3 separate regions of the Hordeum vulgare genome follow, and all the other regions are linked to region 1. A link is a contact called in public Hi-C data. All regions are on one chromosome and are shown on one strand. Each heading gives the region's core, a stretch centred on a gene start, on an enhancer-like site or on the middle of the called end of the contact. The rest is flanking DNA. Distances are from core to core; before and after follow the strand shown.

Region 1 (2,898 bases), core at 364-2,863:
GCATCCTGGATGCATCGCTAGGGAACCACTCAAGTCAAATTTGGCGAGCAATTGTGGAAGGATCGGATATAATCAAACAGGAACTAATTAAAAGGATACGCAAATTGAACAAAATAATAGAAACATAGCAAGAACCTAAAAAATCATGAATTCAATTTTTTTGACAGGTTTTGAAAACAAGTTCAAATAGTTCAACGCAGCTCATCAATTTGAAAAAAAAAGTCCATCGAATTTGCGACAGGTTCAACGATTTTGAAAAGGAGTTTAACAACATTGAAAAAAATTATTGAATTCGAATAAAAAATCATTGATTTCTAAATTTGAAAAAAAACTCATTGACTTTCAAAGAATTTCATTATATTTGAAAAACATTCGTGGATTTTGAAAATAATTCATTGGAATTGAAATAAAGTTTATTCAAGATTATGGACTTTAAAAAATATGTTTATTTTGGAAAAACAGTTCATTGATTTTTTAAAAATAATTGAATTTGAAAAAATCAAATTGAAAAATCAATTCATTAAAGTTTAAAGGTTCATTGAATTTTACTCCTTATTCATCAATTTTAAGAAAAAGTTCAGGAATTATTACAAAAATCATCGGACCACAAAAACTAAAAAAATAAAAATCAGAAACTAAAAATTAAAGAACGAGAAAACGAAAAGGAAAGATGAATGAAGAAAGGAAGTAATATGATACAAGTTAACATAACGGGCAATGTGGTGCAGTGGTTAGGGTAGCTTAGCTCGTAGCCGAGGTTACAGGTTCAGTCACTTGCCACGGTGCCTTGCTTGCGTCTAAAAATTAGGAAGAAGAATGAGGAGATGGGCTGGCCATCATGGAAGTGCTTTACGAGTCCTTTTACAAAAACACAACTAACAGGTGCCTGAAACGCTAAATAGAAACGGTCGTTAGCAACTTTTGAACTTTTAACTCCAACGCGGCTCTCATATATGGCATTTCCTATTTGACGCTGCAGGCCTCAGTTAACGTGCATATTGTTAACTGACGCCTGCAGCGTTCTTAAATGGGCCTCTCCATCTAGATGCCGGGTGACCAACCATTTCTCCAAAAATTCAATGAAGTTTTTTAAATATTAATGATCTTTTATAAATATTTAATGAATATCTTTTAAAATTGATAAACTTTACTCTAAAATTCGATCAACTTTGAAATTCTATGAATTGTTTTGAATACCGGTGAACTTTTTAAAAATTGATGAACTTCTTTAATATTTATGAATTTTTGTATCAGTTCAATGATTTTTTTTAAATACAAGTTTTTTTGTATTTCTATGAACTAGTTTCAAATTTAATGACTTGTTGACAAATTTAATGAACTTTATCCAAATTGGATGAACTTTTTAAAATTTTAATGAACGTTTTTTTAAATTGATGAACTTTTTTAAAACAGATGAACCTTTTTGAAAGATATGATTTTTTTGAAATGGATGAACCTTTTTATTTAAATATGTAAATATTTGGTTATTTCATATTTCTATTATTGTAACAAATAGAAAATCTGGGCTATTTTTCTCTACTGTATCAACAGAATAAAAACAGCACAAAAAGATAGACAGCTCGCGACGATGCTAGTGGTCCGGTCCAGGTTAACGGGCGCCTGAAACGCTGATTCGGAGCTCCCGTCATATATCGCTGGTAGCAATCACTCACTCGCGTAGGCTAGGCAGGCCGGCCAATTATAAAAACTTTCTGAAAGGATCCTAATCAGTTTTGGGAACCTTCTCCAAAGTTCCTGAATTTCTTTTCTATTTTCCTTATATTTTTCTGCTATTTGTTCTTTTCTATGCTTCCTTGTTTTCTTTCCAAATTTTAAAAAAGGAACAACAAACTCAAAAAATGCTTGAAAATTAAAATGGTTGATAATATCACAAAACAGTTCAAGTTTTTTTAATGCTCAGAAATTCAAGATGTGTTCACAATTTCAGGAAATTTCGAGAGAATTTTTCGAATTCACAAATAGTTTTTCTAATCACGAATCTTTTACGAATTTGTGAACATTTCTTCAAATCCATGAATGAATTCTCTATCCATAGATTTTCATGAAGTTTTTTGTAGTTCTAAAACATCTTTGAATGTGCGAACAATTTACAAATCCTTTAACATTTTCTGAATTCTTTATATTTATTTTTGAATTAGTGCATAGTTCCTGAATCTGTGAACATTTCTTAAATCCCGTAAAAAAATGAATTCGTCAATATTATTGAAATGTTGAGCAGTGTTTTATTTCAGGAACATTTTTGGATCTCATGAACATATTTCAAAATTCTGGAATTTGTTAATTCGTTATTTTTGTAACTCATGAGTTTTTCTGAATTCATAAACATATATGAATTAAAGATTTTTTTTGAATTCATGATCCTTTTTCAAATATATATAATATAAGTTTTTCCCGCTTTCCTTTCATTTCTGTTTTTTTATTCATGAAAGTTTGTGAATTTGAGAATATTTTTGAATCAGCATTCTTTTCCAAATTTGTGATTTTTTCCTTTATGTTCACGTTTCCTTAGTTCAGGACATTTTGTTCAAATTGACTTGAACTTACACCACATAAAACGAATCAAAAATTTATAATCCCCGCAACCTAATTTGCGAATTTTGGGATTATAACTGACACCACTTAAAACAAATCAAAAAATTATAATCCCGGCAACCTAAGAATATTTGCGAATTTTGGGATTATAATGACACCACTTAAAACAAAATAAAAAGTTATAATCCTGACACCATTTGCGAGTTTAAGAACATTCATGAAGAATCACCATGTGCTAGCTTGAGGCAAGGCTAGTTTGTGCCATGAGCTGGGCCAAGCGTATGTTAGTATCGTGCGGGTAACCTAGTTGGCGCCACGAGCTGGCGATCTGAGCGACGCCCGCAC
Region 2 (2,760 bases), core at 238-2,737, 140 kb before region 1:
TCCTCGATTTGAGGCTGTTCAGTTGCATCATCCTCAGACTTTCCTTCTTGATCTTCCTTCTTCTCTCCATCAGATTTTTCAACATCATTGTCAGTGTTGGTCTCCTTATCTTTCCTCTCCTCGCTCTTCTCCTCCTCATCGCCAGACTCCCCACCCTCCTTAGCACTATGCCCTTCGGATTTTCCATTCGCATCATCAAAGGAATCCTTGCTGTCCTCCTTTTCTTTTGGCGGTTCCTTTTCTTCAGACATCTCCACAGGCTTCTCCATTGTGTTCTCAGTGAACTTCTCTTCCTCAGGAGCATCCCTGTTACTATGCGACTCATCTGGAACATTGTCATTATTGTCAGTGTCCTCGAATTTCTCCGAGCCAGCATTGCCGGATGTCGCCGTCTCCTCGGTTTCACCAAAGCCAACTTCTGCGCGTTGATCCTTGACCTCCGTCTTCTTATTGGATGTTGATACCTCTAGTGGCTCCGACCTCTTGTTTGAAGTCGGCTCTACCGGGAAGACGGTGGACGACGTCATCATCCAGGCGCCCACCACGCAGAGCGCCACAAACACCACGACGGTGGTCGTCGTGCACAACGACGAAGACGGCGACGAGGGCCGCCTGCCGTCCATCTTCCCGCCTCGGCCGAATGCCATCAGTCCCACTAGCACATGTACAGGACCACCCCGCTGCACGCGGCCTGTTTATATCAGCTCGATCCACCAAAGGTTGCAGAGCTTTGCTGCTTCCTGCCACACACCGCGCGCACCTAAAGCAAATTAAACTACATCGTTAGAGCCCGGAGCACTAGAAATTTATACTACCAACCAAACCACCAGATCTAAAGAAGGAAGCACCGGATCCGCAGAGCATTACAAAACTCAATGATATAACTCCCAAAAAGGCGTGTCGTTTCCGTATCATGTTCCCTACCAAGGCGACGCTTCCCAAGAGGAAAGCCATGAAAAAGGCAAGCAAATCCCCTTCTATCGGCAAGCATGCAAACATGGATGCAAAGCGCGTGCATTAATGAAGGAAAAAATCAGGCAAATCCCCCTATTCCCTTGCGCGAATCGCAATCGGATCTGTGGGCAGAGCTGGCTCCGAGCTGGGTCGCAATCTAACACAACTAGTAGCGGACGCCATAGCACAGCGGTGCACTAGACCACCACCCAATCAGACGGACGGACAAGCTCGAGCTAGATCCGCTCCGGCGGGCGGGAAGAGGGGGAGGCGGGCAATGCGGAGTCGGTCGGTGGGTTCGTACCTCGCCGGCCGGGGAGCTGGGGCGCGGCTCCGAGCGGATCTCGAGGAGGGGGCGAGGGGATCGAGGAGTGCTTGGATCCGCAGCGTGGCCTCGCCGGGTTATAAAGGGCTGGCCTCCAGCTAGCGTGCGGGAGGGGGAGGGGGAGGAGCGAGGGCAGGCAGTGGAGTGTGTCGTGTGTGTGACAGTGCGAGCGAGCGAAGGAGATGGATGGGGGCAGTGGCGATGGCCGTACGCACGGGTTAAATTAGTGCGAGAATCTTGACTAAAAATGTGGGATTCTCATGAGCTGCCATCTTTTGCAGATTTGCCCTCTCGGGCTCGCATTATTGTGACAAGCCAGTACGTGTACTTTTGTCTACTCACGCTCGGAGTAAGTGAAGCATGATTATATCAAGTGTTAAAAAAAAGCATGATTATATCAATCAACACTAAAAAAAAATCTATGAAAGATAAACTCATTCTCATATGTCTTTTGCCTCTATTTCAATAAGAAGAAAAATATATATATCTATTCCAAAATATTCTGATTTTTTCTTTCAAAATGTATAACCCAGGACACACACACATTCAAATTAATTATATTATTTGATAATACCAATAAATCATGTTGATCCCATTACAGATGAGATGTCCGCGAACCATAATCTAGCGACATATTGTCGACCAATTAAAAAACATCAATGTTGGACAAAAATGCTTCTTGTAGCCATTTCTACATTTTAGATGTTTCAAACAAGTGATTTTTTTTTAAAAAGATCTTACTGTCTTTCCCCGATAGAGGAGTTTGACCCTTTCACTTCTGCCTTTGCCCTTTGTACTCAAATGACTGTCGCCGTTGTTCATGGAAGGGTGGCATCCCACGTGCATGGACTCCATGCCATCTTGAAAAGTATGTGAATGGAAGGCTCCGCCATCGTTGTTTTCCTTATTCGATACTCGGTCAAGTTGGCAATGGGGATTATCTAGGCATGTATTAGACTCTCATCATTGTCCTCGTGACAGTCTCTTCATGCATATCTCTGTCCATGCCCCCATCCGCGAGGATAAAAAAATCCATCCTCGTCCTCGCACGAGTTTTTTTGCGAATAGGACCCTCGCATTAAAAGAAACATCGGACAGTACAAAGCACCTCAACAAAAATGAAAACTATAATGAAATCCTTGAGATGCCCTTCGTCTTCAACCTCTAGACCATGTCGGCAGCGTGCCGCACTACCGCTCCTTCTTGAGTCGGCCTGACGTAGTTGGATGCGGGCGGGAAGTCGTCGAACGGGTAAGAAGACCACATCTTTCCGGAGATGAAGGAGGAAGAATCGTTTATGAAGCTCATTGATGATCAGGATATCCACATAGCCAGAAGAAGTCCTCAAGAACCACACAACTCCCACAATCTTCTCGACATCGCCGCCAAGATGAGGCTGAAGCCGGGAAGACCATATTAAACAAGATGTCGCCGCCATCATTTGAGTGTTATCCCACCAAACCTTAACCCTAAAAGCAGGA
Region 3 (3,100 bases), core at 599-3,098, 200 kb after region 1:
ACGAATATTTGCTGTTTGCAAGTCGAGCAATGTGAAATGCTCCTTGTCATTAAGTAATGTCCAGTAATCTTTAAACAATATTTTATAGTTCTCCGGGGCACCTCCAAAAACAACCATTAACTGGAGATGTACATGAGTTCTTGTCAGAAAAAGTCAAAAGAAAACATAATGGGTGGGTAAACTGAATTTTGTATTCAAACCAGCCCAACTGCTATCTATTTACTAAGAAATCCAACACAAGTGCAGGTGGACAACCTTCAGGTAAATAAAAGAGAATAGCTTGACGGTAAGCAACAGGATTGTTAAAAAAAATTCCGGTGGGATGACAAAATTGACGAATGCAATAGCATGGCGTGCAAATTTAAACATAGTGCCACTTTGAGATGGAAGCTCGTTACTGTAATTCAAAAATGAGCTTGGGGGCATGCATATTACCTCTTCATGGTCATCTTTCTCAGTCGCTACTGCCATATTAAAACAGCTGCGGCAGAACCCCACGCTGATTTCCTTGCTCTGCTTCACTGGGACGAAATCAACTTTTCCAAAGCAGACTCCACAAGTGGAGGAACTTGGACAGCACAAACATAAATAGAGTGCATCACTTCTGCATTTAGCACATTTGTGCCAATCTGAAAATAGTTAAAATTAGGTGCAAGAACCAATGCCATTATTTTACAGGACAGAAGTAAAAGAAACATTTGATAAATTCAAGATATATATGGTAATAATCAAGACTGTAAAGTGGACACCAAGAATATGAACTTCTGTTGTAACATGTTCTGTTTATGCATGCGGAGTTTCTAGTTGGGATATTGCAGCGCTGGAACACGGTTCACTATCATGCTGCATGATGCTGGAACAATGATAAAGCATGCGTTCTAAAAGGTTAAGCATCAAACAGCATTTTCCTTTTCATGGAAGAAAAGGACAAGGGCATGAACAACAGGGATTTCACACATATGCAGGATATATGATCTAGGATTCTCCGCCGTGAACAAGGAACGAGTAACTGAATTTGAGCACGCAGAACAGAATAACAGGTGCCCGATGTAGTGCCGGTTCCACAGCAGTCATGCATGGTGAAATAACTAGGGATGATTCAGCATAAGCGGTCACCACAAATGTATATGAGCACGCAGCATAACAAGTGCACAAACGCAGTGCAGCAGCCACGCGTGGTGAACCAACTAGGACTCATTAAGCGTAAGCGCTAACCACAAACGTATCGGTCACTGGAATCAATGAAGTCGTCCGGCTTCCCCACGCAGCCCGGGTGGTAGCTCTTGAGGCAGTTCCTGAAACGCGGCATGACAGGGCAATTAATATCCAGCGAAGTTCACAGCGATGATTCCGCGCGCACCCACCGCGGCGACGACCGAGGGTACAGAGGAGGGATAAAGACGGGGGAGGGCGGGGCGGACCTGAAGTCGCAGACGCGGACGTCGCCGGCGTCCTTGCAGACGAAGCACTGGAACTCGGCCACGTCGCCGAGCGTCCTCCTCCACCCGCCCATCTTCTCCTCCCCCATCCCTCCCCCCTGGCCCCGCGCGGCGGGCGGGCGGGCGGGCCGCGGCGGTGGGTGGGCGGGGCGGCGCGGCGGCGGGTAGGGTTTGGGGATTCGAGGGGGGCGGAAATGGATTGGTGCGGGCGCGGATTGGTGCGGGGATGCGAGAGGGGAACTGATTAGGAAGGCGTTAATGCGCCCCGAGAGGGGAGGGGGAGGAGGAGGAGTCGATCGAACGCCGCGGGGTTGAGGTCGCTGGTGAGGTGGCTGGTGAGTGGGGAGGCGGAGGAGCGTCGGGGTTCAGGTTTGGGGATGGCCGTTTCCGGTCGAGGGAGAGGGAGAGGCAGAGCCAAGTGTCGCCTGTCCGGTCGCCGCGTGGCGTGGCGGGTCGCTTCGCGGTCGATCGCGTTTCGCGTGACTGACGTCGACGGCCGCGTGTGCGCACTTGGCGCTGCAGTGCGACGCCAGCACGTTCCGTGCGGTCCGATCTGCGTTACTGCGTATCACCTGCCTGCCCCGATGGGGAAACGGAGCTCCGCGAGGCCCTGGGACCGGGACCAGGAACTGCCTAGCGTCGATCGGGCAACCTGGGCGCGCTTCTCTGCTCCCCATTCCCATGACGCCATCCGTCTGGGGCTCCCTGTACTCCCGCAACAAAGAAACATGCTACTACATGGTTTTGAAACATGCTACTACATGGTGACCATTCCTTTGTTTAAGTTTCTTTTCTTTCGGGTAAACTGGAATGTACAATGGAGGCTATACCATAGTGCTGCCCCATCATCCACGTACGAAACAGTTGCTAAAAATTCCATCCACCCAATGCATCCATTGTCTCACTGGGCATGTACAATGGGCAGCACTTGGTGATGCCTCATTACCTCCACGTATGCATAAAGTAATGAAGCTATCATGTACTCCTTCCGTACACTAATATAAGAGTGTTTAGATAATTAAAATAGTAATTTAAATATTTTTTATACTCCCTCCGTCCCAAAATAAGTGTCTCAACTTTGTACTAGCTCTAGTACAAAGTTATACTAGGTTTGAGACAGTTATTTTGGGACGGAGGGGGCATTAGTTTATGAAGGGTGTATATTTTTCATCACCCAACGGTGGGTGGATCCATTTCTATGGACCCCACCTCAATAATTTCCTTTTCATCTCCTTCTCCTTTCATCACTCTCCACCCACTCTCTCTTCTCTTTTGTTCGTCTCTTCCTTTCTTTTCTCTTGCTTCTTTCATGGAGCGGCTAGCTCCTCTGCAAGAGACCGCTGGTCCTACAAAGCAACACCCGAACCTATGTTGCAGAGTCCGAACTGAGTTGGACCCGTGGAGCACCACATTGGGGCAGCGCGTTGGCCATGCCCTAATTTTTCTCCAATCTGCTGCACGTACTCGGCTCCTTTCTTTCCCCTGCCTTTTGTGCTTTTCTCAGGGAAGAACCCGGTTCCTCTGCAAGTTTCCACTTTGCTTTTGGAACAACAGGTTGAGCTAATTTGTCGCATCAAAGCATCTATAATCGAACCCCCTCATATCCGTTTTAAAACGACTCGGCAGGCAGTCAGGTCACTGGCCGGTCACGAAATTTTAAC

Evidence for each region. A called contact is a pair of places that touch in the nucleus more often than the background predicts.
Region 2: a contact with region 1 is called in a Hi-C map of leaf, with 2.5 times the contacts expected there. The contact joins the promoter of LOC123445117 here to the enhancer-like site in region 1. A contact is called at or near these places in 3 of 6 Hi-C or Micro-C datasets (leaf and seedling).
Region 3: a Hi-C map of leaf shows a contact between it and region 1, with 2.7 times the contacts expected there. The contact joins the promoter of LOC123445114 here to the enhancer-like site in region 1. A contact is called at or near these places in 4 of 6 Hi-C or Micro-C datasets (leaf and an unstated tissue).

What each region holds. Positions count from the first base shown.
Region 1 is chr3H:563,772,381-563,775,278 of MorexV3_pseudomolecules_assembly, reverse strand. No RefSeq gene overlaps it. Among protein-coding and RNA genes, the nearest start is that of LOC123445115, 140 kb to the right of the region's middle. Within about 2 kb of position 1,613, at least 2 of the 3 cell types and tissues checked have open chromatin away from gene starts, as enhancers often do. A contact at or near this core is called in leaf, where this site is marked.
Region 2 is chr3H:563,915,958-563,918,717 of MorexV3_pseudomolecules_assembly, reverse strand. It overlaps LOC123445117 (probable methyltransferase PMT26), which reads right to left and starts at 1,487. Exons shown (of 9, transcript XM_045122051.1): 1 at 1,259-1,487; 2 at 1-760. The coding sequence starts at 647.
Region 3 is chr3H:563,569,434-563,572,533 of MorexV3_pseudomolecules_assembly, reverse strand. LOC123445114 reads right to left here and starts at 1,848. Exons shown (of 13, transcript XM_045122049.1): 1 at 1,422-1,848; 2 at 1,216-1,295; 3 at 436-629; 4 at 1-120. The coding sequence starts at 1,528.